Regions from separate parts of the Mus musculus genome. Here regions 1, 2, 3, 4, 6 and 7 are each linked to region 5. The links are chromatin contacts, called in public HiChIP or PLAC-seq and promoter capture Hi-C maps. All regions are on one chromosome and are shown on one strand. The core of a region is the stretch at or near the end of the contact, and the rest is flanking DNA. Distances in the headings are between cores, read along the strand shown. Region 1 holds the start of Cdca7 (cell division cycle associated 7). Region 2 overlaps Rapgef4 (Rap guanine nucleotide exchange factor (GEF) 4). Region 3 holds the start of Map3k20 (mitogen-activated protein kinase kinase kinase 20). Region 4 overlaps Map3k20 (mitogen-activated protein kinase kinase kinase 20). Region 5 holds the start of Ola1 (Obg-like ATPase 1). Region 6 overlaps Map3k20 (mitogen-activated protein kinase kinase kinase 20). Region 7 has its middle 11 kb from the start of Gm39847.

Evidence for each region. Promoter capture Hi-C pulls out the DNA fragments that hold promoters and counts their contacts. HiChIP or PLAC-seq counts read pairs in DNA pulled down with a chosen protein or histone mark.
Region 1: a contact with region 5 is called in an H3K27ac HiChIP or PLAC-seq map of embryonic stem cells, with 3 times the contacts expected there. The contact joins the promoter of Cdca7 here to the promoter of Ola1 in region 5. A contact is called at or near these places in 14 of 39 promoter capture datasets (the 3T3-L1 cell line, 3T3-L1-derived adipocytes, the C10 cell line and 9 more), 4 of 484 Hi-C or Micro-C datasets (bone marrow-derived macrophages, embryonic stem cells and erythroblasts), 25 of 115 datasets of contacts at active chromatin or transcription factors (the 230-238 cell line, the SCID.adh cell line, T-cell acute lymphoblastic leukemia and 16 more) and 2 of 9 other capture datasets (liver and pancreatic islet).
Region 2: a contact with region 5 is called in a promoter capture Hi-C map of cranial neural crest. The contact joins the enhancer-like site here to the promoter of Ola1 in region 5. A contact is called at or near these places in 6 of 39 promoter capture datasets (the C10 cell line, cranial neural crest, embryonic stem cells and 3 more), 1 of 484 Hi-C or Micro-C datasets (cortical neurons), 13 of 115 datasets of contacts at active chromatin or transcription factors (VIP interneurons, differentiating embryonic stem cells, embryonic basal ganglia and 8 more) and 1 of 9 other capture datasets (adipose tissue).
Region 3: an H3K4me3 HiChIP or PLAC-seq map of embryonic stem cells shows a contact between it and region 5, with 9 read pairs. The contact joins the promoter of Map3k20 here to the promoter of Ola1 in region 5. A contact is called at or near these places in 6 of 39 promoter capture datasets (the 3T3-L1 cell line, cranial neural crest, embryonic stem cells and 2 more), 20 of 115 datasets of contacts at active chromatin or transcription factors (the 230-238 cell line, the NIH/3T3 cell line, astrocytes and 11 more) and 2 of 9 other capture datasets (adipose tissue and liver).
Region 4: a contact with region 5 is called in a promoter capture Hi-C map of pre-B cells, with 5 times the contacts expected there. The contact joins the enhancer-like site here to the promoter of Ola1 in region 5. A contact is called at or near these places in 6 of 39 promoter capture datasets (the 3T3-L1 cell line, cranial neural crest, hippocampal neurons and 2 more), 8 of 115 datasets of contacts at active chromatin or transcription factors (astrocytes, bone marrow-derived macrophages, embryonic forebrain and 4 more) and 2 of 9 other capture datasets (adipose tissue and embryonic stem cells).
Region 6: an H3K4me3 HiChIP or PLAC-seq map of embryonic forebrain shows a contact between it and region 5, with 5 times the contacts expected there. The contact joins the enhancer-like site here to the promoter of Ola1 in region 5. A contact is called at or near these places in 2 of 39 promoter capture datasets (embryonic stem cells and hippocampal neurons), 1 of 484 Hi-C or Micro-C datasets (bone marrow-derived macrophages), 5 of 115 datasets of contacts at active chromatin or transcription factors (bone marrow-derived macrophages, differentiating embryonic stem cells, embryonic forebrain and 2 more) and 3 of 9 other capture datasets (adipose tissue, embryonic tail and liver).
Region 7: a promoter capture Hi-C map of cranial neural crest shows a contact between it and region 5. The contact joins the enhancer-like site here to the promoter of Ola1 in region 5. A contact is called at or near these places in 1 of 39 promoter capture datasets (cranial neural crest), 1 of 484 Hi-C or Micro-C datasets (bone marrow-derived macrophages), 7 of 115 datasets of contacts at active chromatin or transcription factors (the NIH/3T3 cell line, bone marrow-derived macrophages, embryonic limb bud and 4 more) and 1 of 9 other capture datasets (adipose tissue).

What each region holds. Positions count from the first base shown.
Region 1 is chr2:72,474,571-72,478,245 of GRCm38.p6, forward strand. Cdca7 (cell division cycle associated 7) reads left to right here and starts at 1,649. Exons shown (of 9, transcript NM_025866.3): 1 at 1,649-1,741. The coding sequence starts at 1,721.
Region 2 is chr2:72,246,673-72,250,068 of GRCm38.p6, forward strand. All of the region lies in intron 29 of Rapgef4 (Rap guanine nucleotide exchange factor (GEF) 4), which reads left to right. Among named protein-coding and RNA genes, the nearest start is that of Map3k20, 37 kb to the right of the region's middle. Within about 2 kb of position 1,324, at least 8 of the 459 cell types and tissues checked have an H3K27ac peak or open chromatin away from gene starts, as enhancers often do.
Region 3 is chr2:72,283,470-72,287,230 of GRCm38.p6, forward strand. Map3k20 (mitogen-activated protein kinase kinase kinase 20) reads left to right here and starts at 2,168. Exons shown (of 20, transcript NM_023057.5): 1 at 2,168-2,386.
Region 4 is chr2:72,397,757-72,401,567 of GRCm38.p6, forward strand. It overlaps Map3k20 (mitogen-activated protein kinase kinase kinase 20), which reads left to right. Exons shown (of 20, transcript NM_023057.5): 11 at 534-669. Among named protein-coding and RNA genes, the nearest start is that of Gm52556, 48 kb to the left of the region's middle. Within about 2 kb of position 2,130, at least 44 of the 459 cell types and tissues checked have an H3K27ac peak or open chromatin away from gene starts, as enhancers often do. A contact at or near this core is called in pre-B cells and pro-B cells, where this site is marked.
Region 5 is chr2:73,212,712-73,216,530 of GRCm38.p6, forward strand. Ola1 (Obg-like ATPase 1) reads right to left here and starts at 1,736. Exons shown (of 11, transcript NM_025942.2): 1 at 1,575-1,736; 2 at 149-249. The coding sequence starts at 249.
Region 6 is chr2:72,424,911-72,428,618 of GRCm38.p6, forward strand. All of the region lies in intron 16 of Map3k20 (mitogen-activated protein kinase kinase kinase 20), which reads left to right. Among named protein-coding and RNA genes, the nearest start is that of Gm39847, 38 kb to the right of the region's middle. Within about 2 kb of position 1,506, at least 45 of the 459 cell types and tissues checked have an H3K27ac peak or open chromatin away from gene starts, as enhancers often do. A contact at or near this core is called in embryonic forebrain and hippocampal neurons, where this site is marked.
Region 7 is chr2:72,451,879-72,455,316 of GRCm38.p6, forward strand. No RefSeq gene overlaps it. Among named protein-coding and RNA genes, the nearest start is that of Gm39847, 11 kb to the right of the region's middle. Within about 2 kb of position 1,308, at least 15 of the 459 cell types and tissues checked have an H3K27ac peak or open chromatin away from gene starts, as enhancers often do.

The sequences.
Region 1 (3,675 bases), core at 399-2,898, 740 kb before region 5:
TCCATCAGAGTGTACACTCTCTGGACCTTGTATCCTCAGTACTCAGAATAGCACCTGCTTACAACCTTGCACTCAGTTAGGGGCAGGACTTTGAACCGCCCTGATGGTGAAGCCCAGAGGATATACATTGTCTGCAGGACACACACAAGCACAGAAGTGAAAACTTTAAGGAAACAACATGCACACGTCCTGGGCTCACATTGGATTTCGTTGAAAAAGAAATGCAGGAGCACAGAGAGACAAGCCTGTTCCAAGAAGAGTAAAAATGCTCAGTGTAGAACATTACCCAGGCAAAGTGGCCCGGATGCCCCCTTCGTTCTGTGACCTCACATGGTCAGTTCTACTTGCACAAACCATATTCACAAGAACATTGTACTAAGGACAATTTTAGGTCTCCATCCACATACTTATTCATCCAACAAGTGTTGGTTGAACTCCTGGCTGCTACCAGGAATTTTGCCAAACAAATCAATTAGCTGCTTCTCTTGATGCCTAAGTTGGAGACTGGAGTTCTTTGTCTCTAGCACAGAGGGAGGGTGACCCCTGGGCAGCTCCTTCCAATCCATTGTCTTCCTCGGTTATTTATGTCTTTATGGTCAGTACCTAGAGAGGTGTGTGTGTGTGTGTGTGTGTGTGTGTGTGTGTGTTGCGCATGCTCTCTTCACAGAAAAGGACTGTGGCAACATCAATACTAAGAGAAAAGTTTTGAAATAAGGGGGAATGCTTACACTTCAAGAAATGTTTTAAATCTATGATTATAATTAAAGCTCTTTTAAAAAGCACCCAAGGTTTTTCGGTCGTTGCTGTTTGGGTTTTTTTTTTTCCCCCTGTGTTTTACTCTTTAAAAACAGGGGAGCCTCGTTTCATCCCTGTGCCGGTCTTAGTGAGAAGGGCTATAAGAAAGAAAGAAAGAAAGAAAGAAAGAAAGAAAGAAAGAAAGAAAGAAAGAAAGAAAGAAAGATCTTCTAACTAGCTCTGGTTGTTCCCAATTTTGCCTGGAGAAAAATGGACAATCCACAGTGTAATCGCCTGCAGCTTTTATCTCCGAAAGATAAAGCTCTAAAGACTTTTACCCTTCGGAGAGGCTTTACTCAACTGAAGGGCTATTTTTAAACCCACGCCGGAATCTTTCTTGAAGCAACAGGACTTAACTGGTCTATTGACTACATATAGATAGTGGTGTGGTTGCTAGATAAGAGGTGCTATGCTCTCAGATATTTGTGGGTGGTATCCCCGTTCTGTTCTTTAACATTTTTAAGAGATTAAACTACAGCGAAAGTGTGAACGCAGTAAGAGGCTCTACCAGCCTTACAATCTCCCGTTTTGTATGCAAATCAGACGGCCAGTCTCAGGACCTCGGCAGCCACTTTCGCGCCACTTCCCAGGACCGCGCAGCTTCATAAAAAGCCAGTGGCACTGAGTTCCCACAACGCCACTGTTTCATAGAACATTCAGCAGTTTCCGAGGACACTCAAGGTTATTACAACCACGAGAACCGCTTCTATTTTTTTCCAGAGCTGGGACGCTTCGGGTACCGCTAAAGAGGTCATCTTAGCTGGCAGGACCTGCGTCCCGGCGCGGGAAAGCCGGTGGCCCCGCCCCTCCGGCGGCGGAGTGCGCGCCCCGCCTCTGTCCCGGAGCTCGGGTTGTTCGGGCTCTGAGTGCTGGTGTGTTCCGACGAACTATCCCCGTTCCGAGTGCCTGGGTACCCGCCGCCAACATGGAGGCTCGCCGCGCGCGGGTGAGGCCCGGCCGGGTGCACCGGGGCGGGGTTGGTGGGTGCTAGACACGGGCGGGTCCGGGCCACTTCCCTCCGACTCCGCGGGTTAGCTCCGCTCACTTGTCCCACGCGCTCCTGATTGTCGCCAGGTTGAGGGAAATCACAGATCGATTTTCTTATAATCTTTGCACCCAGGATAACTCAAGGCCAAGGTGATGCGCCCGCCGGCGCGCACGGAGTTGCCAGCGTTCCCGGAACCTGCGGCACGGGCGCTCATGCTCCACGTGCGCGCGGAGGCCTGGGACTCGCCGCTGGCCATCCTGTCTGGCGGTCGTATCCCAGCCTTCCACCTTCTGGGACCTCACCCTGCACGACCCGCTGGCGGCGAGTGCGTTGTTACCTACGCGTGCACTAGTGGCCCTGGGATCGATCCTCTTTTGCTCTGCGTCCCCTTCTAACCACTCTGGATCTGCGGGTTTAGCGTAGATGGCCTTGTGAGCATTTCTTGAGAACTTGGGTTGTGCACGTGGGGGGAGGTATTGTTTTAGTCCTAGGCTGTGGTCAGATGCAATTTTGGGGCCCAGCGATGCAAGTCGTGTGCCGCGACCGTTTAGTAACCTTCCCTGCGTCCCCCAACTCCCCACCCGTCCCACCCTTTTCTTCCCGGCTTGCAGCTGCGAGCTGGAACGTAACTCTTTTTGCTCCAACGGAAGCCAGAACTTATGTCCTGCCCTGGAGTGGGTTGAAGAGTGGGGGGATGGGCGGAAAGGAAGACAGTGACGTGCTTCAAATAAATATCGGGTTCGGGGGCCCTTGTGGCGAGGTCTGAGTGGGTAGACGGAGTCGTGGTCTCATAGCGGATCTCCGCGCGTGGGGAAATGGGCTTGGAGTTTGGCTTGCCTTGGTGCATATTTGGACACCTGACTGGAGGAATCGACTTCACCTCTCCGCACTTCAGTTTTCTTACTTATTTAAGTGATGGTAACGTCGCTGCAAAGAATTAAGCGAACATCAGTACCAAATCTGCCGTCAAAGAACACTCACCGTAAACAGAATTAAGAGTTACATCTGCCAAAAAAGTTCACCCCAGGCACGACCTTTGGCTCTCCTTTTTTGTGTGTCTTTTCCATCGAAGACATACTTGCCTGGTGAATGACTGACCGTTGGCCTGTCCTGGCTTGTTAAAGATTAGCCTCTTTTCCTGATGGCTTTTGATTGACTGCCTCCCCTGAGGCTGACATGGAGTTAAATTGATTAGTAGAGTGTAGAGAATTAAAGTCATTTAAGGAGCTGTGTGCCGTTTTGGGGATTTCTTAGTTCTTTGCATTTTGTTGCACCTTATTGCCTTGGACTTCCTCTACCAGAAACCTGGGCAGACTTTTGAATCCCTTTTAACTCCTAACTCTCCACCCACCGCCTCGAACTACTGTTGTAAATACAATATTTGGTAGCTCTCTCGAATACCACACATTGCTGCCATTAGGATATCAGAAGCATACACAAATGGTTGATTGGTGTCTACTTAGGAACATGATGTGGAGGCTGGGCCACCAACATCTTGGAAATCATTTTATTGTATCCGAGAGACTGAAATGTAATGTGTTAGGTGCGGAAGGAAGTCTTTCCCAACATCTAGGCATTTTCTGTTCCCTAACACCCTTGGGCACTCTGGTGGGGCTGGCCCAACTTGGGTCAATAAGAAATGGCCAAATAGGCTGTCCTGGTTACATTTTCTAGTGGACAGTACAAGGCTGTAAGCTAAAATGAATGGAGTTTTTTCATAATTCCGACTAACTTGACCTTTATTTGCTAGAAATGCTTACTGTTGACTTCTACCACAGGTCTTAGAATTCTCAAGCCTTCTGGGGGCCATGAGAAAGCTGTATGGAGCCCATGGTCAGAGAGTTCCTATGGAATCCAGTCTTCAACCTGGCCTAGGAGTGTTAGTTGACCTC
Region 2 (3,396 bases), core at 74-2,573, 970 kb before region 5:
TTGTGCTTGTGCATCTTCTCTGTGTGAGTGCTCACTCACGTGAACGTTCTGCCTCGTGGTCCAGCCTCAAGAGCAGCTCTTACGGTCTGAGATCGTCATCTTTGCTTTTCCTCATCTGTCCACCTCCCTAGAAGGCGAGGGCCGGCCGTAGACCAGGGAGGAATCTTCTCTGTGTTGGCCACTGATATCTCACAAACATCATCCATAAATGTGTCTGGTATATTCCAAGTATGCAAGAAATAGTATGCATATATTCCAGGTATGCATTAAATATAAGGATAGTCCAGTGATATTCCAGTGCTAGACTTGATGAAGGAGGGCATTTGAAAAGGATTTTGTAATACCCAGAAGCATTTTCTACTTGTTAGAAATTGAATTAATGAGGGTGTCCTGTAGCATTTTGCAAAACCGAGATTCGTCCTGGGACGATGTTTTAACTTAGCTTTCTGTTCCTGAATGGGCAATCCTCTTTCCTTTTCTTCTCTGCTTGGTACTCTGCCCTTCAGTGTCCTTCCATTTGCCTTCAGTGTGCTCAGAGAAGCATACTGCACTCCACGTGTGTCTGAACTGTGATGCCCCATGGCCTTCCTATGTACAATAGACTGTGGATGTTGTGGATGGTAGATGAGTGTTGGTTTGTCACAAATCCTTTGGCTATAAAGATCCACCACTGGAGACAATGCTCAGGCTTCTTCAGGAATTATTACAGTGAAGACTGGCTGAGTTCCAGGAAGTTGGGCCTTACTGCACACATCCAGTGGTTGCTACCATGGCATAATCTTTGAAGTAGAAAGACTATTTCGTCACCTACTTATGGAGAAAGAAAGAGTTTCTTGTCTTGAAGATATAGCAGTCTGAATAAAATTATTACCATTGTAAAAGTTTATACATGCTAGGCATGGATACAGAGCCTGCACTGGATAGACATAGAGACAGAGAGAGATTCAAAGCAGTAGAAACAGAAATGGCAGAAGAGACAAGAGAGCCAGGCAAGCAAGAGCAATAGTGGTGCTGAGTGTGGGGCATGCCTGTAATCCTGGCACTGGAGGGTCACGAGTTTAAGGCCAACCAAGACTATAGCAAGATCTTACTCGAAAATCAAAATCAGAAGAATAAGAAGGCTCAAGATCTTAGAGGTCAGCAGAAGGAGAAGCAAAAACAGCTCTAACAGGCACTTGTCAGAAGAGGCCTAATTCCCAGGAGCTGCTCCTCACCAGGGAGCTCTTAGCTGAGGAGCCAAAAGGCCTAAGCCCAGGGAAGCTGACTGGTGGTGTCGGAGCCTACAGTGTCAGGTGAGCTTGCCTGGAGGCCTGGAATCTGAACTTTGAACACTAGACATGTAAGCCTGTACCTCCTCAGCATCAGGTCGGGAGCCCGTGGTGGCAAAGACCAGAGTGAGTGGGAGCAAACTGGGAAGGCTGGAGAGCTTGGAGGCCCCACAGGTAGTGCCAGGGGCGCATGGGTGTGGACATGTGAGTGGTTGGGTAAGCCTGCTCCCGAAAGGCTAGCCCACAGGCCGGTGACCACATAAGGCTGAGGCCTTGAACAAGGCACCTCACACCTTACTGGGTCCAAAGATAAATATCTGCCTCAGAGCTTAAGGAATGTTTGTGTCAGGTTTGTGACCTCAGAGCTGAAGCACAGGCACAGTTGGTCTCCATAGTGTTCACCGAGGCCTCAAGAAGGAGATCTGTTTCCGAGTCGCTGCCTTCAGCTATAAAGAGAAATAAATGGCCGGGTGTGGTTACTGTGTGTTTCAGGCACTGCTACTACTACTTTTTTCCTTCTGTCCGTCCTCCCTCCCTCCCTCCTTCCCTCCCCCCTCCTTCCCTTCCTTTCTCCCTCCCTCCCTTCCTCCCTCCCTCCTTCCCTCCCTCCTTCCCTCCCCCCTCCTTCCCTCCCTTCCTTCCTTCCTTCCTTCCTTCCTTCCTTCCTTCCTTCCTCCCTCCCTCCCTCCCTCCCTTCCTTCTTTTCTCCCTCCCTCCCTCCCTCCCTCCCTCCCTCCCTCCCTCCCTCCCTTCCTTCCTTCCTTCCTTCCTTCCTTCCTTCCTTCCTTCCTTCCTTCTTTTCTCCCTCCCCTCCCTCCCCTCCCTCCCTCCCTCCCTCCTCCCTCCCTCCCTCTCTCCCTCCCTCTTTCCCTCCCTCCCTCCCTCCCTCCCTCCCTCCCTCCCTCTCTCCCTCTCTCCCTCCCTCTCTCCCTCCCTCTTTCCCTCCCTCCCTCCCTTCCTTCCTTTTCTTACTTTCCTTCCTTTTCCTTCTTTTGTGGTGGATCCTTTTGAGGGGAGTCCCTCAGCCTCAGCTGGGCCTATTTCTCAACCCTGTACAAACAAGGCGCTAAGTATGCAAATTAAGCTGCGAAGGCTGGCACTTAGAACTAGTCCCACAAAAGAATCATTTCAGGTATGACGGGCTTTCGGTCTGTCCACTCCCCCCAACTTGGAGCCCCTTCTGAGGGCCTGTGGTCTCCTCACACTCACCCCAAATTACCAATCACTTTGGTTACTAATAGGAGTCATAACCCTCAACTTTGCTGGACGGGGGAGGGGGTGGGGTGGAAAAGAGAGGCAAGACATTCTGCTCTGGAGTAATTAGCCCCTACCCCTACCCCCAGCCTGGCATCATAAAGTTGCCTGGCCGGCTCCAGGCAGGCCAACCTGCTCTGGCAAGACCTCTGAGCTCCGGGTGTAACTTTTTCTGCTCCCTCCCCATTATGGCAGTTGGATAATGAAACCTGTGTGTCTTTAACTTCAGTCTCGGCCAACCTCAGCTGAGCTCAACAATGAATAATTTTGTCTGTCACTGAAGATGCCACATGGAGTGACATCTGTGGAACACAGGAGACAGAAAGGAGACAGAAAGCCTACCTAGCTGTGTCTCAGTGGAGATAAATGTAAAATCCTTCACCTTGGTCCCCCAGGTCACCCTGCACATTTGCAGAGCTGAGAGCTGAGTCCCGACGGCAGCCCAGTGAACCGGGTGGAGAGCTTTCAGTCTCTGAAGCTGAGCATATCAGTTACATAATTTCATTCCAATTATGACTTAGGTGTCTAACTCAGCCAGATCAAGGAAGGGGAAAGTGATTTCTCTGCACTCTAAGATGCCAAGGTAGAAACTGGCTAGGAGAAGCTAACGCATCCTATAAGAAAATGCAGGATAAAGATAAAGTGTGGCTGTGTAGGATGAGTCGGAGAAGACCTAAGGTGGGATTTCTATGTGTCTGAGGAACTAACCTAACATATTTGTTAATATCCCAGAGCTCAGTGGGCAAAAGGTAAAGGGAGAAATACGTTAACACCAAACAGCAGCAGAATTCCAGGTCAGAAATGTTTTCAAATGAGAAGGTTGGCTTTAGAAACGATCTGTTCCAGTTGCTGGGTTTGGTCAAGCACTGGGCAC
Region 3 (3,761 bases), core at 918-3,417, 930 kb before region 5:
ACCCCACTGCTGAGAGTACATCTATTTTTAGTGTGGAAGTCTTTGAAGTAAAGGTTTGATAGTTTCGACAAGGACTCTTTGTTAGTGCTGTTTACACTCGCAAATCTATACTCTGTCCAACTTGGATTAACTAAAAAAACAAACTTGCAAAAAGATTTTTTCCCCCCTAAGTTTGAAAAAGTTGAGCATTAGGAGTAAACACAATATAGACTATATTAGCTCTGATGTCTAAAAACATCAATATATTCACAAGTAGACAAGCAGTTTATTTAAAAAAAAAAAACCAAAAAACTCAAATCTTGAAGCAGTGAGACTAGAGAGGTGGCCCAGTGGTTAAGAGCACTTGCTGCTCTTGCAAGGGACCCTGGTTCAATTCCTACCACCCACATGGTGGCTCCCACACACATATAACTGCAGTTCCAATGGCTCTCACCTCTCTTTTGACCTCCATAGGCACCAGGCGTGCATATGGTGCACATACATACACACAGGGGAAACACACACACACATTAAAAATAAGTCTTAAGAAGTCGAGGCAAGCCTACGTTTAGCACAGAGTCACAGCCGTGGCCCCCACAATAGAGTATAAGGTATCGCAGTGAGGACCTTGCAACATAATGGGAAGGCAGGAGGCCTTCTGTGAGGTGCTCCTTCAAATAAGTTTTTGAAAGTACTTTGTAGAGTTTATTGCTCCTGTTGCCTACTCTCTGAGCCTAATTATAGAAGGAAAATAGAATGAAGGAAGGAGAGATAGTATAAGCTAAAAATATCAGAAGCTGCAGGCTTCCAGTACAAAGCAAGGTATGGATGGCTGGTGACTGGCAAGCTGGAACCAGTGGCTAACACCTGATTTTGGTGAGCAGGAAACTGAGGACTGCCTGTTAAGTGTCCCATGTGACAACTGAGAGGAGCAACAGCAAAGTCAGGCTCTCTGATTCCTCAGCCAGAGTCAGGACACAATCGGATGTCTTTAAAGCTAAGGTGACTGCAGTCTCATGTTCATTTCGCGCTCAAGAGCCCAGCACCCTTTTTTTTTTTTTTTTTTTTGAGTAGATAGACAGCTTTTTTTTTTTTTTAAACAATTGTTTGATCACCTACAAAAGAATTTTTTTTAGCTGGATAGTTTTCATCAACCTTCTCAGTTACCAAAATGCAATTTATTAATCCAAAATCCTCAGTCTTTGTAATCACAGACCAGAAAGTGGTTTCTTTTTTCATTAGTGTATATTTACCCATCCTTTCCCATTCATATATTAAATATATATGAACGGTTTTCAAAATTTCTATTTCTCTTTGGGCTTCTTTTCTGATTTCCGTTTCTTGTTTCATCTCTGCCTGTTTTTCCTCTCCTGACTTCAAAACTCAGCAGGAAGCCAGTTTCCTCTCCACAGATTTCTATTTCTGTCAATGACACCATCGTTCTTCCAGTCACCCAGGTCTCAAATCTTGGCATCACCGCTTTCTTCTTTCCCAACCGAATGGGTCACAAATTTCTGTGGCCTCTTTCTGAAACATGTCTCTCAATTCCAATTTTCTTTTTAAAAACGATCCCAAACTGTACCCTCTAACTCTAGCCTTCACGATTCTATCTGTTACCTGGTAGTGACAATATCTACCACTTATCTTGTTTCCATCCCTAAGCAACTCTCTAAACCACTACTAAAATGGATGGGGAGGAAAGAGAATATGGCTTAACATCTTCAGGCTGGTAAGCCTCCTGCTCCAAATATAAAGCCATGCACTAAAATACGAATATCCATTTTGCACGATTTCAACTTTCCTTAACTCTCCACGTGTGTACACGTGAAATTCTAATTCAGAAACTGTGTTCCCTACTTTTGCAACCTCTCCTCTTTTTCCACTCCATCTACATCCTCCCCGATCAATTTCTTTTCTTCCCAAAGCCAGGTGACACGTTTTGTTCACACTTGTCATGGACTCTGTCTCCTCGATGGGAAATCGCGGGCACTTCATCTTAAAAGTCACCAACCAGAGCAGCAGGCCTTGACTCCTCCTCAAAATCTCCAAAGTACCTGTTGATGGTCCCACTGAGGCACCCGCGACCCTGACATTGCCTTCCCTGCTGTCCCCTTCCCAGCCAAGTGCATTCAGTCTCACGGGGGGTAAGGGGGGGGGGGCAGCAACCGGGCTCTCCGCGACCCCGAGCCCCGGCCTCCCTGCTGGGCACCGAGCCGGGCGTGCCCGGAGGCTGGCCGGCCGGCGGTTCCACGCTCGGAGGTAGGTGGTGCTGTTGCCGCGACGTCTTCCTCATTGGCGCCGCGCGGAGAGGCGGAATGTTCAACTCCTGACTCCGGCGGAAGCGTGGGAGCCGCGCGGGCCGCCGTCCCCGACCCCCGCCGCCGCTCGCGCCCGATCCGGGAGCCAGGTAAGGGCTGTGGGGGACGGGAGAGGCGGGAGGGAGCTCCGCTGGAGGACCGGCGGGACCGGGGCCTGCGGGGCCGGGGCAGCGCGGCTGCGGGAGGCCGGGGCTCGGCGGGCGGCTGTCCTTGGCTCGCCCCCGGTGCCCTGGAGACCCGTGGTCCCCGAGCCCGCAGACCCCGAGACCGCAGCCCCTGAGCCCTCAGTCCCTTGCCGCTGGGCCGAGGACGGCTTGGGCATGTCCGGGCCGGTCCAGCCGGGCACTCGGTGCCCGGAAGAGTCCGGCCTGGCACAGCTCGCGGCGATCCCGGGGAACCTGCGGCGGCTGCCCTTCCCGAGCACCCTCGCCTTCCGTGGGAGCACACGCGGGTGTCGCAGGCGCGGGGATCTACACCAGGGTGGGCACTGGGTGACCCGGGCCGCAGCCACGCCTCGCCCCGCGCGTGACAGATCTCGGGAAAAACTTTAATTCTAAACTGCCCAGATGACATTGGAACTGCCTGAAAAAAAACAACAATGGCACGTCATTGTTGGGTTGCTGAAAATGTATGTTTCTCATGCGCCTGGAGATCCTGCATAAGCACTGTTTATGGAGAACATAATTACTATTTTTGCTAGTTTCGTTAATAATGAAAGCACACCATTTGGTGGCCCGTTCCAGCGATTTCACAATAAGCAGCCTTCATTAATAATGCGTGTGAGAACCGTCTTCCAGAATGGATTGAGGACATCTGAGTTCGGATGGTTGTTAAAGTGAGTTCCTGTTTTACCCCTAAAGTGGTTGTAGCGAATCTTCTGGTCTTCTTGACTGTAGATGAAACCAACTGCCAGCATTTAGTGGATCCAAACCTACCAAAATATTTAACGATAAAAATAAACAAATGATTCAAGACCAGACTTCTTTGTCATCGGCCTGTCTCTACTCTGAAATTTCATTCTTTTTTTATCTTAAAAAAAAGTGACGGCTGCATTTTAATTATGGTTTTGATCATTTGTAGAGTCTTTGTTTTAGATTTCTGCTACAATAGTGAGAGATTTGGGAGATTGTAAATGAACATGAATTTAGCTTGTTTAGAAAGAGAGAATTAAGAGAGAAAAATGGTCTTTGGAGCACTGTTTATTTTAGTCTTTTACAATGTAATTTTGACAAAAATTTTGGGGGATTTTTTTTTAAACTGGAGAATGTGCAAGTCAGAAGTTTAAGTGGGAAACATTTTGTTGTCTTAGAAAGCAAGTAGCTGATTAATCTTTTAAAAGTTTTTGTTTTGTTTTGTTTTAGGGGGGATACATAAGAACACATTAAGAAAAATAATAACCAAATATTAAGCACACAGATTTAGATCTAAAAATGGATGGTCAAAGATCTTGGGAACTGAGGGACC
Region 4 (3,811 bases), core at 880-3,379, 810 kb before region 5:
AGGCCTCACCCAGCCGGCCACTAGTGTTCTTTCTCCATGGTATCCTTGGCCATTTGTGTTTTATTGTTTTCAGTAAGCAGGCCCAGGGATTCTCAGGATGAAGCACATTGTAGAGCCCTGGCATCTTAAACTGACATCCCTTCAGCCAAAGAAATCCCAGGTTAAGGAGCCTCACTGAGCCACTCAGTGGGCAAGAGTGTCAGCCCCGTAGTTCACCCTGTGTATATACAACCTGGTGTCATTTTCCCATCCACAGTACAGACCAGTACCCATTTCTTGGGGCTGTTTTGGGAGAAAAATGGTCGCTAGGTCGCTCTTCAGTGCTTTGTTAAAATGCTCTGAGTTGGTTTTTCCCAACTAGGAACCACCTGTTGGTTTTGAAGGATAAGAAAGAGTCCCGCTGCTCTGGCCGGTTCCTGGCCAATTTCAAAGCCCACACCTTAGCTTTGTATCTGGTTAGTCCTCCAATGGATCCACTGAGCACCCACGGGCCGGGCAGTAGTGGAGACTCACTGAATTCTCTCTCTCTGCAGGTGTGAAATTGAGGCAACCCTTGAGCGACTGAAGAAACTAGAGCGAGATCTCAGCTTTAAAGAGCAGGAGCTCAAAGAACGGGAGAGACGTCTCAAGATGTGGGAGCAGAAGCTGACGGAGCAATCCAACACCCCGGTGAGTACGCCACCTAGTGGCTTCCCGCAGCATGCACGCTGAGCACGGGACAGCATGACCACGCTCCTCCCCACCCCCAACCCTGCCCTGCCCTGCCCTGCCCTGCCCTGCCCTGCCCTGCCCTGCCCTGCTCCTGAGAACTAAAGGCCTTCATTGGTAGTAATAAGTATGAAACACCAAATGCCAGAGATTTAAAAGGGGGGAAAAACCTATTTAAAAGAAAATGCCTCCTCTGTATCTTTCCTTAGAAACTATTATTTCCTTAAGAACTGCATTTATTTGTATGTTAAAATTACAAGAGTAAAGTCTAATATGTTTAGACCATCCGTTAAGCCCTAAGAACACTGAGGGAATGAATGCCCTTAGATGCTACCAGTAATTAATAACTCATTGCAAGGAATGCCTTGGGTGTGTCAGAACTTAAGCACATTTTCTAAGATTGAACTGGCCTGCTGACATAGACATGGCAGGCATTAATATTCCTTATGGATTTAGTGCCATGAGTAGGAGAAGCATCAAATGGGGAGAAGGCCTCTCCTGGGACAGGCAACCCACTTGCTCTACCTCTGGGAAGATCCTTGTTCCTTCCCAAGTATGGAGCAGCACTGGCCACTCATGCGTTAGCCTTGAGCTTGAACTTAGTGTTAAATCATGCATCTCATTCCATCATCCTTGAGATTTAAAACAGAGTGACTTTTAGGGATCAAGTAAAAGCTTAGGATTGGTTTTCTAGGATTTTCAGTGGACGAGAACTGTCCGCTTAAAATTACAAGAAGCAAGAGATTCAAAATAAAGTTATCGACAAATAGACCAAGAAAAAAAGAGAGAGAGAAAACACTGAACACCCTTCATTGTGTGTTCCTCAAAGACCTATCTAGACAAGTCTTAACCTCCACTGAGCGGCTGCAAAATGTCTTCCAATATCTAAAGAACAGGAGAGTCCGTCTCCATTTCCAATTCCAATTGTGGAGACACAATCTGGCACCCCCTCACCCCCAAAAAGGAAAGTGCATTTAAATGCTACACGTTTACCCTTTTCAAAAATGTCTTTGGTAAATCCCAGGAATGCCGAGATAAGGACTGAGTTGCTATACATAGGACTGGCATGAGATATTATAAGGGTACCTCATTTTTGTCAGCAAGTCCTGTGAATTGAACCAGATTCTCAAAGAAGGGGTAAAGGGGGGGGGCAGCTTCCTGTTCAGGCTGAGCTGGTGCCAGCAGGCAGGTGGGAGCTACAGAGCACAGCCCTGTCCCCACGGCCCATCTGCTGAAGGCTAGGAAGCTGTGTTGTTATGCTTTTTATGTGCATTGAAACCTTAACTGTAAAGCACTGCATGGCTCGACTCTTTCTAAATGTCTTATTGTCAAGAAAACTTTCAACCGCTTATTAGAGTATGCCTAAGAACCTCGCCTTGGTTTACTGGCGTCAGTCTTGCTAAGAAATTATGGGCTGCCTTACACATATTATTGCTGCTGGTAACACAGTTGTATGACAAAGGATAATACGCGACAGGTGCTTGGTAGGTTGTGCGCTTGTGTTTTAACCCCAGAAGCCTTGGTTTGGGGGAAGTGCTTCGCAAGCCACCAGCTAACTGGGGACAGCATGATGCAGTCCCTGCGAGGGCCCCTCCCTTTTTACTTGTGAGGCCCAAGGCTTTTTGTTTATAACACTTGCTTTCAATGTCTCCTCTGCCTAGAGCTGGTACTTCTAAGGAAAAGGAGTTTGTGCTCGGGTATTTTATTAGTAGCTGTTTTCTTTCATCCTCACTTTAATCTCTAGGTGGTTTATAACTAGACTGCTGAAAGAAAAAAAAATCTTTTTAAAGGGGGCAAACGAGGCTTTTTTTTTTTATAGGTAGCTTCATCTTAAATATAACAGTCTAACTTTTACACAATACATAAGAATACTATCAGATTGATTTCAGGGGTCCTATTTTCCTTCCGAAAACCGAAATATTAAAGACACTTGGAAAGATGAGTTCTCTGTGCATAAATAGAAATAAAGCTTATTTCTAATTATTGCTGTGGCTTGCTGTAAAAAAAAAAGTTAGAGATAAACTCTTATTTAAGAAATATTTATGGATCTCTTTAGACCCTAACATAATGTGAGAAAAGACCTTGGCAATAATAAAATAAATAAGCAACAAAGGGTTTCTGTCCATTGAAAAACCAATTTGAGAATGTGGAAAGGGAGTGAATGGAGCCTTAGGGAGTGAGGCCCTGCCCCACCAGTAAGGATCTGAGACTGGCCAGGTGGACCACAGGACCTTGATTCTGAGCCCAAAGTGCCAAAATTCTCCTCTAATAGAAAGTTCTGGCTTTTGAGAATTTATCTCCGCCAAGCAGTGGTGGCGCGCGCCTTTAATCCCAGCACTAGGGAGGCAGAGGCAGCAGGATCTCAGAGTTCGAGGTCAGCTTGGTCTGCAGAACAAGTTCCGGGACAGCCTGGCCTACATAAAGAAACCCTGTCTCAAATAAAAACAAAATGAAATGAAAACTTATCTCCATCAGTAAGTTAAATTAGAAAATTGGGCCATCAAGATGGTTGTGTCACTAGAAGCACTTGCCAAACAACCCTGATCACCCCAGTGCCAAAAACCTAACGAGGCAGGAGAGAACCAGTTCCCAAAAGTTACACGCCCATGGCATGCGTGTGCCTGCCACAATAATAGATATGGGGAATTTTTAATCTTAAGATTTAAAAAAACCTAGGAACTACACTGTGCCTTCACACCCAGAGTGTAGAGTTCATCTGAGAGTTATTACCACTGCGACAACATGAGAAAGACCTCGTAGGCAAGTCTCACTGGAAGGAGACTTGGTGTCGGTGGCTGCAGCAAAGGAGACAGGCTAAGAGCAGTCTCCCACAGTCTCCACAGGTTCACCATAACTGAGTTAAAGACGGGATCTCGAATTTACTCCCAAGTGAATTATATAATAACATGAATAAATTAAACAGTGCTGGATCTGGCCCGAGTCAGTAATAAATGGAAGCAAGTAACGTCCTCTTCAGAGTGTGCTCAAAGCACTGTCCCAGAGAAAGAGGTAGGGTCAACCACATTCCCCAGCTGCATGCACGCACACACGCTCACACGTGCACACACACACCTGCAGCCAAACTGCTTTTATCCTTCCTCTG
Region 5 (3,819 bases), core at 486-2,985:
TGCAGAAACAGGAGCCTTTTACCTACCTTCTAACAGTATATTCAAAGCAGTTACTTCTTTCTCCAATAAAATCTTGTGAGTTTCTATTTCTATAACAGGACACAAAGTTTACAAAATCAAAATAAGAAAAGTCCCAATTTTTACTTACCCAACATTTGGCAATCCAACGATACCAATTTTCAGTGAGGTTCCAAATCTTCCAATAATTGGAGGCGGTTTAATTCCATCTCCTCCCTTTTTCGGGGGCATCTAAAATATCAAAATGAACTTTTAAGACTCCCCTATAAACAAAACACATGTCTGTATACAGAATATATTACTGGGTAGTAGACAAGAAAACCTACTGTCTGTACCAATCCACAACTAAAATATGAGCAAAACCCATACTTTTTTTGAGGGGAGGGTCTCTGTAAACAGATCTGATTCTAAAATGTGTACATGTATCACTTCTGAGTAGTCCCAGAAACACTGCAGCAGCGGGAATCAAAGATAAACTTAAAACTTAGTTCCAATCCTCCGTGCTGGCTGCCGACAACCGCCTTCTTAACCTGTCATAGTATTTGAAGGAAAGCATTTGGAAGGAGAAGAGACACAAGTCTAAGGAAGCCCATTACAGAAACACCAGCAACCATGTCACCTCTCGCCAATCATTCCTCCACCGCTTGGAACCCGCCTCTCTCCACAACTCAGCGTTCACCACACTGATGGTCACTACTAGGCCTGGAGGTCCTTCGAAGCCAGACCTTTTTGCCTTTGACACTGTAGGTAAGCTTACCGTCAGTCCTTATTAAACAGTTTTTGAAACCCACACTCTACACTGGATACTTTGAAGGCACTCACCTTGTCGTTCCTTTTCAAGATCCAACCTAGAGCTTTCATGTATGCTAAAAGCAAGCGCTCTACCAGTAGGCTATATACAGCCCTATTTCAAATACCTTTTGATTGACAAGTCCAAACTTTCTGTCTTTTCTTGTCCTGGCTCCAAGGTCCACTGTGCAAAATTGATCTCACTTTTAACACTGCAACAGGAACCTACGAGGAACTGCAACCTTGCGCGTCTTAGAACCTGGAAACTAAAACTGTCCCTGCCTTCTGGCTGGTTGGACCTCCTAGAGCCACGCTGCTCCTCCCTCCTTCTCCCCACTCCGCCTGCTCCAGAAGTGATACTCCAACCTGTAATCCCAGACCGGGAGGCCAAGGATCTCCCATTTTGGGGATCCTGACACCTGTTCCGGGCCTCCAATGAACAGCTGCATGGGGAGAGCCCGTCCAGTCCTGGAGCCTACAAGGGGTGACCTACAAGGGGTGCCCCCGCAGTCCAGCCAAGCAGGACCTCCGCACACCACCCTTCCCCTCCTGACCCGGCATTGGCGTCCCGCCCTGAGGCAAGACTTTCCCCCAGACTGCGGCGAGAGCCAATCTCGTGGCCGCGCGGCCTAGTCCGAGGGCGCCTCATTCATCCACATGCCCCAAGCTGTCCGCTGCCCTCAGCCCGTCCCGGCGGCCGGTCTCCGGCCTAGCGCCAGCCTCGGAACCACTGGCCCGGGAGCCCACGGGCTCCTTCGGGGACTCACCGTGCACCGGGCTAACGATCGCACGGGGTCCCGGACTGCAAAGACCGGTGTCGCCGGCAGCCGGAGGTGGGGAAGAAGGCGGAGAGAGCGCAAGCCCGGCCCTCCGCCGAGCCGCACGCACGACGGCAGAGGCGACGGAACGGGCGGGCCGGGGCGGCACCTGTGCGCAGGCCACGCCCCCACAGGGTCACGCCCATTGGCCCGGATGCCCGGGCCCGGATGGGCGGGGCCTACGAGGAGGAGGGCGCTCAGCAGCACCGGGTTTCTGCGTCTCTCTACACGTGGGCTTCCACCGAGCCTCCAGGTTTCTTTCAGCTCCACTGCTCCGGTTCCGGGCTCCTGCTTCGTCTGGGATCTATCTTGTCCCTGACTGATCGTGCCCAGATCAGCCTTTGCTACCTGCACGGAGCCGCCCTTCTCCCCTTTCCAGTAACTTCTTTCAGATGGGTTAACGATGAGAAGCCATTAAACTTTCTTCAAGGGAAAAATGGACCAAGGAAAATTTCGGATCCAAGACGCACTTAACAGCCACAGAAGTGCATAAAACATTTAAAGAGTCACCATCTTCTTCCTCGTCGCCGCACATACATCCCTTTCCTCTGCGAGGTTAAGAACTATGAGAAGGAAACATGATTTCTTCCTGGTTCTAAAATGAGACTACTGCGATCCATCTCATAAGGCTATTGGTAGGATTAAATCAAATAATATGTATAAAGTCACCTTCTAACTACACTATGAGCTCCACTGGGACAAAAAGGTGTTTATTAGGTTTTCTCCAATGACTTTCAAGTATTTGTTACAGTGAATGTCCAGAAATTATAATTTTTTTTCAAACATACCAGTTGCAAATAAAAGAAAAGAGTGTGAATTGGTTGCTAATCCCCAATTTGCAGATGACAGAATAGTATCAGAAAAGTATCAGGTAAAGTTTCACAACTAAACTAGTGACAGAAGACACATGTCAAACCCTGATCTCTCTGCAAAAATCTGAGTTTTTTTTTTTAATTATGTTTATTGCCTATTGTATGTGTGCTTGTGTGGATTCGCTCTTGTATACAACAGTTCTGGTGAGGTCAAAGAACAGCTTGGAGTCAGTTCTCTCGTACTTTGCAGGTTCTGAGAATGAAACTCAGATTCGTAAGGCTTAGCAGCAAGCACCTCTCCATACTGAGCCATCTCACAGATCTAGAACTCTTCACTTTCTGTCAGAAACTTTTTGAATGGTGTGACTGACAAGCAGCAGCTGAGCCACTGTTTGTAATAAAATTGCATTAAGGTTTTTCTGTCACCCCGTGAGAGTGATCTTAGGAAAGCCTTAGAGCTCTTTTGATACATTTTAAAGACAGGGTCTTTGTCTTTAGTTTTGCTATTGGTTAAAGATTGTTACTGTCAAAGCAGTCACGTAAGTCCTTACTTTCTACAGTTACTAATGCACTACACACTCAGCCTAGTATCCTTGTCATCATTGTATGTGTAAAATAGACCCCAGGGATAAGCAGTACACAGCTTGTAACCGCCATCGAGCTAACGCACATGAACAGCACAGAGGTCTGAGACATTAAAAAATAACGCTATTTTCAATTACTCTGATCCCCCCCCACACACACACACACACACATATCATGGCTTTATTATGTAGCTGTGCCTTCCTCTGCTCTCATCCCCTAGCTAACAACCAAAAGCCAACTGCAGCTCTAGACACTACTAAAATGTCAGGAGTAGAAGAGGAGGAAACATGTCATCTAGTGGACCCCTAGGAAAAACAGGCAGTGTGTCTCAGAAGCCTCTAGCTGACATCTTCTGTTTCACTGGGCAAAACTAGGTGGATCCTTCATGAGTCACAGGTGAGGGGTGTTTGGAGTGTGGCGGTGCTAGGCAACAAGATAAATGAGTTACGTGCAAGGCAGGATAGAATAAGACAACACAAGATTGTATAATTTTCTTCAGAATGACATGATTTAAAACTTGGCAATTAAGCCGGGCGTGGTGGTGCACACCTTTAATCCCAGCACTCGAGAGGCAGAGGCATTCGGATTTCTCAGTTCAAGGACAGCCAGGTCTACAAAGTGAGTTCCAGGACAGCCAGGGCTATACAGAGAAACCCTGTCTCGAAAAACCACAAAAAACAAAAAACAAACAAACAAAAAAAAACCCGTGGCAATTAGTTATTTCTGGAATTTTCCGTCTAATACTCTAATGTTGCAATTGGGCATGATATAATAAAACCATGGAAAGTAAAACCACA
Region 6 (3,708 bases), core at 256-2,755, 790 kb before region 5:
GAAACAGACACACTATGTGGCATTTCCAGATTTTGGTGGTGTAAATATTCTGCCACAACTGATTGCAAGTTGTCAGCCTGAGGTCACTGAATTTTGTTGTGAAAAGATTCATCTGGGGTGTGTGTGCGCGCGCGTGTGTGTGTGTGTGTGTGTGTGTGTGTGTGTGTGTGTGTGTGTGTAGGGGTGTGTAGAGAGATGACTCAGCAGTTAAGAATACTTGCTGTTTTTTTCAGAGAACCAGGGTTCAATTTCTGACATCTATATGACAGTTCACTCTGTCTGTAACTAAAGTTCCAGGGATGGGGGACTTTTGGGATAGCATTTGAAATGTAAATGAAGAAAATACCTAATTAAAAAAAAAAAGTTCCAGGGCATCTGACACCCTCACAAAGACACACTCAGACAAAACACCAGTGCACATAAAATAAAAATAAATTAATTATCTTTAAAAAAATTTTAAAAAGAAAAAACAATCCACTTGGGAGAGCTGCCTCTAGCACACGATTGGGTCATTTTTAGCCTTCCTTGGGATTATGTATCCCTTTAAAAATAGCCCACAGTGATGTATGTCGCACATGTGAGCAAACACAGGCTTAATACAGACATGTTGGTGCTGGTTTTCAGGATACCAGAGCTCAGGGACCACTCTAGCCTTTTAACCTTTTAGCCATGGTCACCTGACTTCTGAATCAGCACTGACTTATATTGTCTCACACTGACCATATTGTATGAATCAAAAGGCAGGATTTAGATTTGTGAGCAGTGAAAATAGACTTCTGGAGACAGGGATATGAAAATCTAAATCCGTGCCTGTCTTCTGAAACCCTCTGTGGTCACTCTAGTTGACGATTCCTAGACAGCAGGCACAGTTTGGGATCTGGACAGAGGTCTTTGCTTTTAGAAGTTTCTGGGTACCATTGTAAGCTTTGTACTGAGAAGGTCACTTACAGGTTTTGAGAATAACAAACTCCAAAACAGACACATTCGTTACATTAAAATTAAAAGCACTGGAACGCAAGGACACACGACAGCTCTCCCAATCCTGCATGTTAGAATTTGGATTGAAAATGGCTCAAATGGTAAAGAGTGCGTATCTCCGCCCCCAAGTCAGGGCTTTTTCATAAATCTACTGCTCGTCATGGGATAGGAGGACAACTTTACAAGTAGCTACTTTTATATCCTGAGAATCTTGAGTAAAAGTTTAAAGGCAGCAAATGTCTCAGTATTGAAAGGGTCAGATGAGCACTTAGGTAAGCCAGGCCACTGTCTATATTCATTTAGGAACCTAGTCCGACACAGAATATTCTTAATTAATGGGAAATCAATAGCAAAACTAATTATTCATTTTTTTACAAGATAACTATCTTCCAATTCCAAATGCAAAATTTGTAAAGCCCTTTCTAAGCCGTTAACTAATATCCGAACCACCTTAGATACTCAAGCCTAGTGTGTCCTGTGAAAGTGTGTCTCGCTCGGTGTGTCTTACTTCCCGTCATCCCTACGGCCCCTTTTCATACGTAACTCCAATAACAACCCCCCAAAAGGCGATATAACAACCTTATCTCCACTGGTGTCTCCTTGGCACCAGTCTGCCCTGACCTTAGACACCAGCCATTGTTAAGGGTATAACACATTTACATATTTTGCAATAAAACATCAGTTATTTGCATTACTGTGTCAAGTTTTATTTGATTCTTTCACCTAAAAATGACTCATTTTCCTTTCTTGTATTTTAAAAACCAACTACTCTAAGCTTGTTTGAGAATAATCAAAAATTGCCCATTTAGCTAGAAGTCATTTTCTTTTCAAAAGGCAAATGTTATTTAATCTTTCAGCTGCTCATTGTGCCATCATAAATACTTTCTTTTCAGCACAGTTGTGGAGACTGAAATGAGCCCACTAATTGCCTCCCATTTCGACTGACATGTGGTGGTTTAGTGGAAAGAGAACACAGCAGGGAGAAGGAAATAGGAGGCTGAGAAAATGAGAGCTAATTATTTTCACTGCCTCATGTCAGGCTCTGTGTCAGCCTTGTTTTTACAAACTGGAAGGTTTAGCACTAAATAAAACAAACTGGCGTCATGTTTTTATATACTGGCAGTGTCACGGAAGCAGCTGCACATCTCAAAGACAATATAATGCCTGCGTTCGCATGGACACCATCTGACAGACACTGTGAGCCGCGGCTAATGAGGCTATCACAGTGGTGCCAGAGGGAAAGGTGCTGAATTATGTATGATTCTTCATCAGGGCGGCAGTAGTCCTGTACATCATTATGAGACATTGTTTTGCTGAAGAGATTAAAACATTCTTAGTTCCAGACCCTGCAACCTATGCGCGCTGAAAGGAGGTTATTAATGGAATTTTTAGGGAGACTTTCTTGTGGATTTCTTTTGGGTTGGAAAAAACCAATTTCGTGGGACAAAGCCGTGATGGGTCACGACACCGTATAGATAAAGAAGAGAAGCAAATTAACCATACTTGTATTCTCTTCCTTCTAAAGACGGCATAATAAAATACAGCGTGGCGGGGTTATACTTAATGGTAAATAACCCAGGTGCTATCGCAGGACGTGCCACTTGCCTGCCTTTGACACAGCAGGTTCTGGCAGCTGAGCTGGATAATGGTGACACATGTAAAGGAGCCTTCAGAGACCTCCATCAGTAGCATCTCCCTGCTTTGTATACAGCTGTAGCCAATATTATTTTTGTGGGTTTTGTTTTTAATCCGGGATTGCTTCGCAAAAGCCAGTCAGCTGCTATGGCTGCATCTTTCTCTCCCGGCTCTGCTTTTTCAGAAAGTTTATTCTGACCGCTCTAGTTTATATTTTAAAGTACTCCCACAGTTGGTGGTTTTTATATTTCTCCATTTATGGGAAGAGAGGAGCAGGTGGGGGTTGGAGAAGCTAGTGGCTCTAAGACTGAACTTGATGTATCTAGGGCATGGATTCCAGTCCCATGAGGCTGGCTGTAAGATATCTAAGCCTCAGTTTCTTTATCCATAAAATGGGAACCGTGCTCTCTAGAACAGAGTAAGACTATAGGGGTTAGATAACATAAATAGATCTCAAAACCCTGAGGCTGGGCGTATACACGTGACATCGTGAAGTTTAGTCTGTGTGAAGTGAAAGAGAACAGGGGCAGCCTTTGATTGCTATGAAGAGGGCTTGCCTGGGGAAGGGGCTTCTGAAGGACTGTAGATGTCTTGCCTGCTTGGTTGGCTACACAGGTATAGACACTAGTCAAGCTCAGTGACCTGTGCAGCTAAAAGATCTGTGCTTTCATTACATGCAGATTGTTGCTCAATGTGAAAGCCCTTTTTAAAAAAAAATTCCATATTCTTCAGTAAAACTAATCTAGAAAAGCTCATTTGAGGGTCACCTTCCTTCTGAAGGACCCTGAGGTGTTGATGGCTCCAGTTAATTTGGTAGGGGAAAAAAACTGAATATTAAAGAAGAGGAGGGGGAGGGGGAGGGGGAGAAGAATTCCCAGAATTCTTCTGAATTCCCAGAATTTTACAGTTTGATATATTTTGTGCTTTTTAATATCTGGAGTTTTGTTCCTCCTGTTTGGGAAATCTACCACTATCTCAACTATTCTCTTAATTCTCTTCTCTTCCATTTCTTCTTCCCTCCCTCTTTTTATGTAGAGAAAAGGATGTCTGTGTGTGCTGTCATTTCAGCTACTTTGGAACTCCAGGGAACTGTGA
Region 7 (3,438 bases), core at 58-2,557, 760 kb before region 5:
CTGGGCTACACTGTTTGTAAGACCTTGTCTAAGACATAATGAAACGAGATTGATTCTGTTTACATTTAGTTTATAAATTCATTGGGGTGGTATAAATACATTGAAAGTCAACTGTAAACTAAGAAATGTATGGTTTTCTCCGTGGAAGTGTTTAAGTAACATTGTAATCAGAGTATTTGGAGAATATAATCATCCCTTCCCTCTATATACTCTTTAATTTTTTATTTCATTTATTAATTTGTTAATATGAAGGTAGGGGCAGCTTGTGCATGCTATGGCAAGTCTCTCCTTCCAGAAAGTGGGTCCTGGGATTGAACTCAGGTCATGAGATCTGACTGTAAGCACCTTTACCTGCTGAGCCATCTTGCTAGTCCTTCCTTTTAGAAGACTACAGTAAGTTGTTTGACTTTAGACAATAGTGATTTAGCTCAACCCTACTAATTTTCAGATGGTGGACAGGACCCTGAGATGTAAAGAATGTGATGAATTACGTAAGACTCAAACTATTGGATTTATCTACCTGCTGGGCACTTGAGTCCCAGTGAACTCAGTGTCACAGGAAGATGGTAACAGACAAGGGCTAGGTTGTTTAGACCTGTATTGTTTTAGAGACCTGGCCTCAGGAACTATTTCTCTCTGCCTACCTGGATCAACTCTAGCTGAAGTTGCTTTCTGAGGTTTCTGCTTTTATTCTCTTCCAGCTCAGAAGCAGCGGTACTCAGAGCCAGTCACCATGTGTCAAGTGCTTTATAAGTGTGTCATCTGACCTCACAAATCCTGCATTATTTTCAGTTCTGTGTTGTTGATCGTTTTGTTTTTCTGTGTCTTTGTCTGGCTGAAGTTTCTCTAGCAGGGCAGCTTTTTCATGCTCAATAGCTGCTGAGTGCCCCTGTGGGGTGGCCCCATAGCGGACCATTGTGCCCGGTACAGAAATCAAGAATTAATGATACTTGTCCAGTTATTATCTTGAGAGCTTGTTGTCCTTAAGGAGAGACAGTTCATTTTCCTTGGTATATGACTGTGGTGATTTGGTTCTCAATAAAAGCTAGTTTGCATGCTCGTGAAGCCATTGTCGTTTACAGCGTTCAGCTGTGAGCTGAACTTTCCTCTGCCAGGTTCTCTTAAAAAAACATCCTACCCCCCTGTCCCTTCATCCTTCGCTTTTACACAAACAGGTTTCTCAGACAGATGGGAAAACTGTCTGATGGAATGATGCCTCGCTGCCTGTGTTAACACCTTACCTCTGCAGAGGAACCTGACTTCAGTCTTTTGTTCAATCACTGTGTTCTTGTTCATCGTTCACTGCACAGTCACTGCAAGCCAAGGCTGAGTCCAGCCTTAGCTTTAGAAATACAACCTGAAGGAACTTTCTCAGGCAGTGGCTGACCCCTAGTGCTAAAGAGAGAGAGAGAGAGAGAGAGAGAGAGAGAGAGAGAGAGAGAGAGAGAGAGAGAGAAGGCTCATGGCTTCCCCCAGGGAGAACTGGGCTGGGGGTGGGGGTGGGGGTGGGGTGGGTAAGTGGTCCAGATCTTGCCTAACATGTACCAGCACTACAAAACCAACAGATGATTAAGAACATAAAACCACTGGAAAAGAGTCACTACAACACATGCTCTCTCATGCTAAGCTCTAAGAAGAACACTGAGATGCCCTTCCTAAACGAAGTTAAGTTAGCCAGAAGAGGAAAGAAAGGGGAAGATAAAATAAGTTTATTTAATTGCTACTAAAGCTTTGGACTAAAAGAACAAAGGAGGAAAGGAGACCTGTGCCCCAGTTTCCTTCCGAGACACTGGAGATTAGCCATGAGGGCGACTGTGTTCTGCTTGCAGACTCAGCCAGCCTGAGAAGAACAAACACTTCTTCCTAGGGACTGTCGCCTTGTCTCAGGACTTCACCCAGTTTGCTGTGTCCCACCCCTCTTCTCCTTAGCCAGGGCAGGTTCAATGTAAGCAATTTATACTTTCTCCCCAAAGTTTCCTTATAAAATGCTCTGGCTTCTTAATCAAGACATTTCCCTACTGCTCTGGAATCTTAGGTAAATTAATCCCAGAACCCACCTCTTTTCCCTTTTGCCTGGCATCTGTCACTACTCAATAAAAAAATCCTTTTGTCTCAGAGGTTTCTTCGTTGCTATCATGTTAATGGTTTCCTGACTGCAGCATTTCCTGGAAGCCAAAACACTGCCACTTCCAGGCAAGGGAAGGGGAGAAGACGAATATAGACTTTATGAACTTTCAGGGCTTGGCCTGTGACGTCTGGCTTGGAACTGGCCACCCTTACTGTCGGTGATAGTCAGCAGGTTTTTCCAGAGACTTTTAGACTGGTTTGCAGAGGTTGACAGGCAAAGTAAAGATCTCTAGAAAACAGAGTCCTCAGTCCATTGTCCACTAAGATGTGCTCCCAAATGAACAGGAGGAGATAAGTGTCTTCACGAGAGAAACATCTGGGCTGATGTGTCTAGCTCAGTGGTGGAACTCTTGACTAACACGTGTGGGCCCTGAGATAGACCCCAGAACCAATTAAAAAAAGAAAAGATCAAAGGTACACATAAAAGCTCAGTTCATACCTGGGCTCCACATGAGCACAATAAGACACAGCTGTCAGCACCATGGCTGTTATGTTCCTGTCTTAAAATCCAAATGAAAATAGCTAAGGCTGAGATAGAAAACCAGGGTCACCCAGCTAAATACAGAGGCACCTACTTAGTGCTTTAATTTGCTTCATGTGCTGAAATGATTCTTTCGGTTTTCTTGGTGTCTTAGTTTAGGTTTCCATTGCTGTGAAGAGACACCATGACCAAGGTAACTCTTTTTTTTTTTTTTAAGATTTATTTTATTAATATATGTAAGTACACTGTAGCTGTCTTCAGACACTCCAGAAGAGGGAGTCAGATCTTGTTGTGGATGGTTGTGAGCCACCATGTGGTTGCTGGGATTTGAACTCTGGACCTTCGGAAGAGCAGTCGGGTGCTCTTACCCACTGAGCCATCTCACCAGCCCCCCAAGGTAACTCTTAGAAAGGACATTTAATTGGGGCTGGCTTACATTTTCAGAGGTTCAGTCCATTATCATCATGGCTAAAGCAAGCCATACACACACACACACACACAGAGAGAGAGAGGGAGAGAGGGAGAGAGGGAGAGAACAATAAATAAACTTTAAAAACCAGCAAACATGGAATTGAGAATGTAGCTTCCTGGGAGAGCTCTTACTAAGCACATGTGTGGCCCTAAATCAATGGTTCTCAACCTGTGGGTTATGATCCCTGGGGGCCTAATCAAATACCCTGTATATCAGATATGTATATTACAATTCATAACAGTAGAAAATGACATTTATGAAGTAGCAATGAAATAATTTTATTGTTGGGGGAGTTGCCACAGCATAAGGGCTGCATTAGAAAGGTTGAGAACCACCACCCTAAACTCAATCTTCAGCC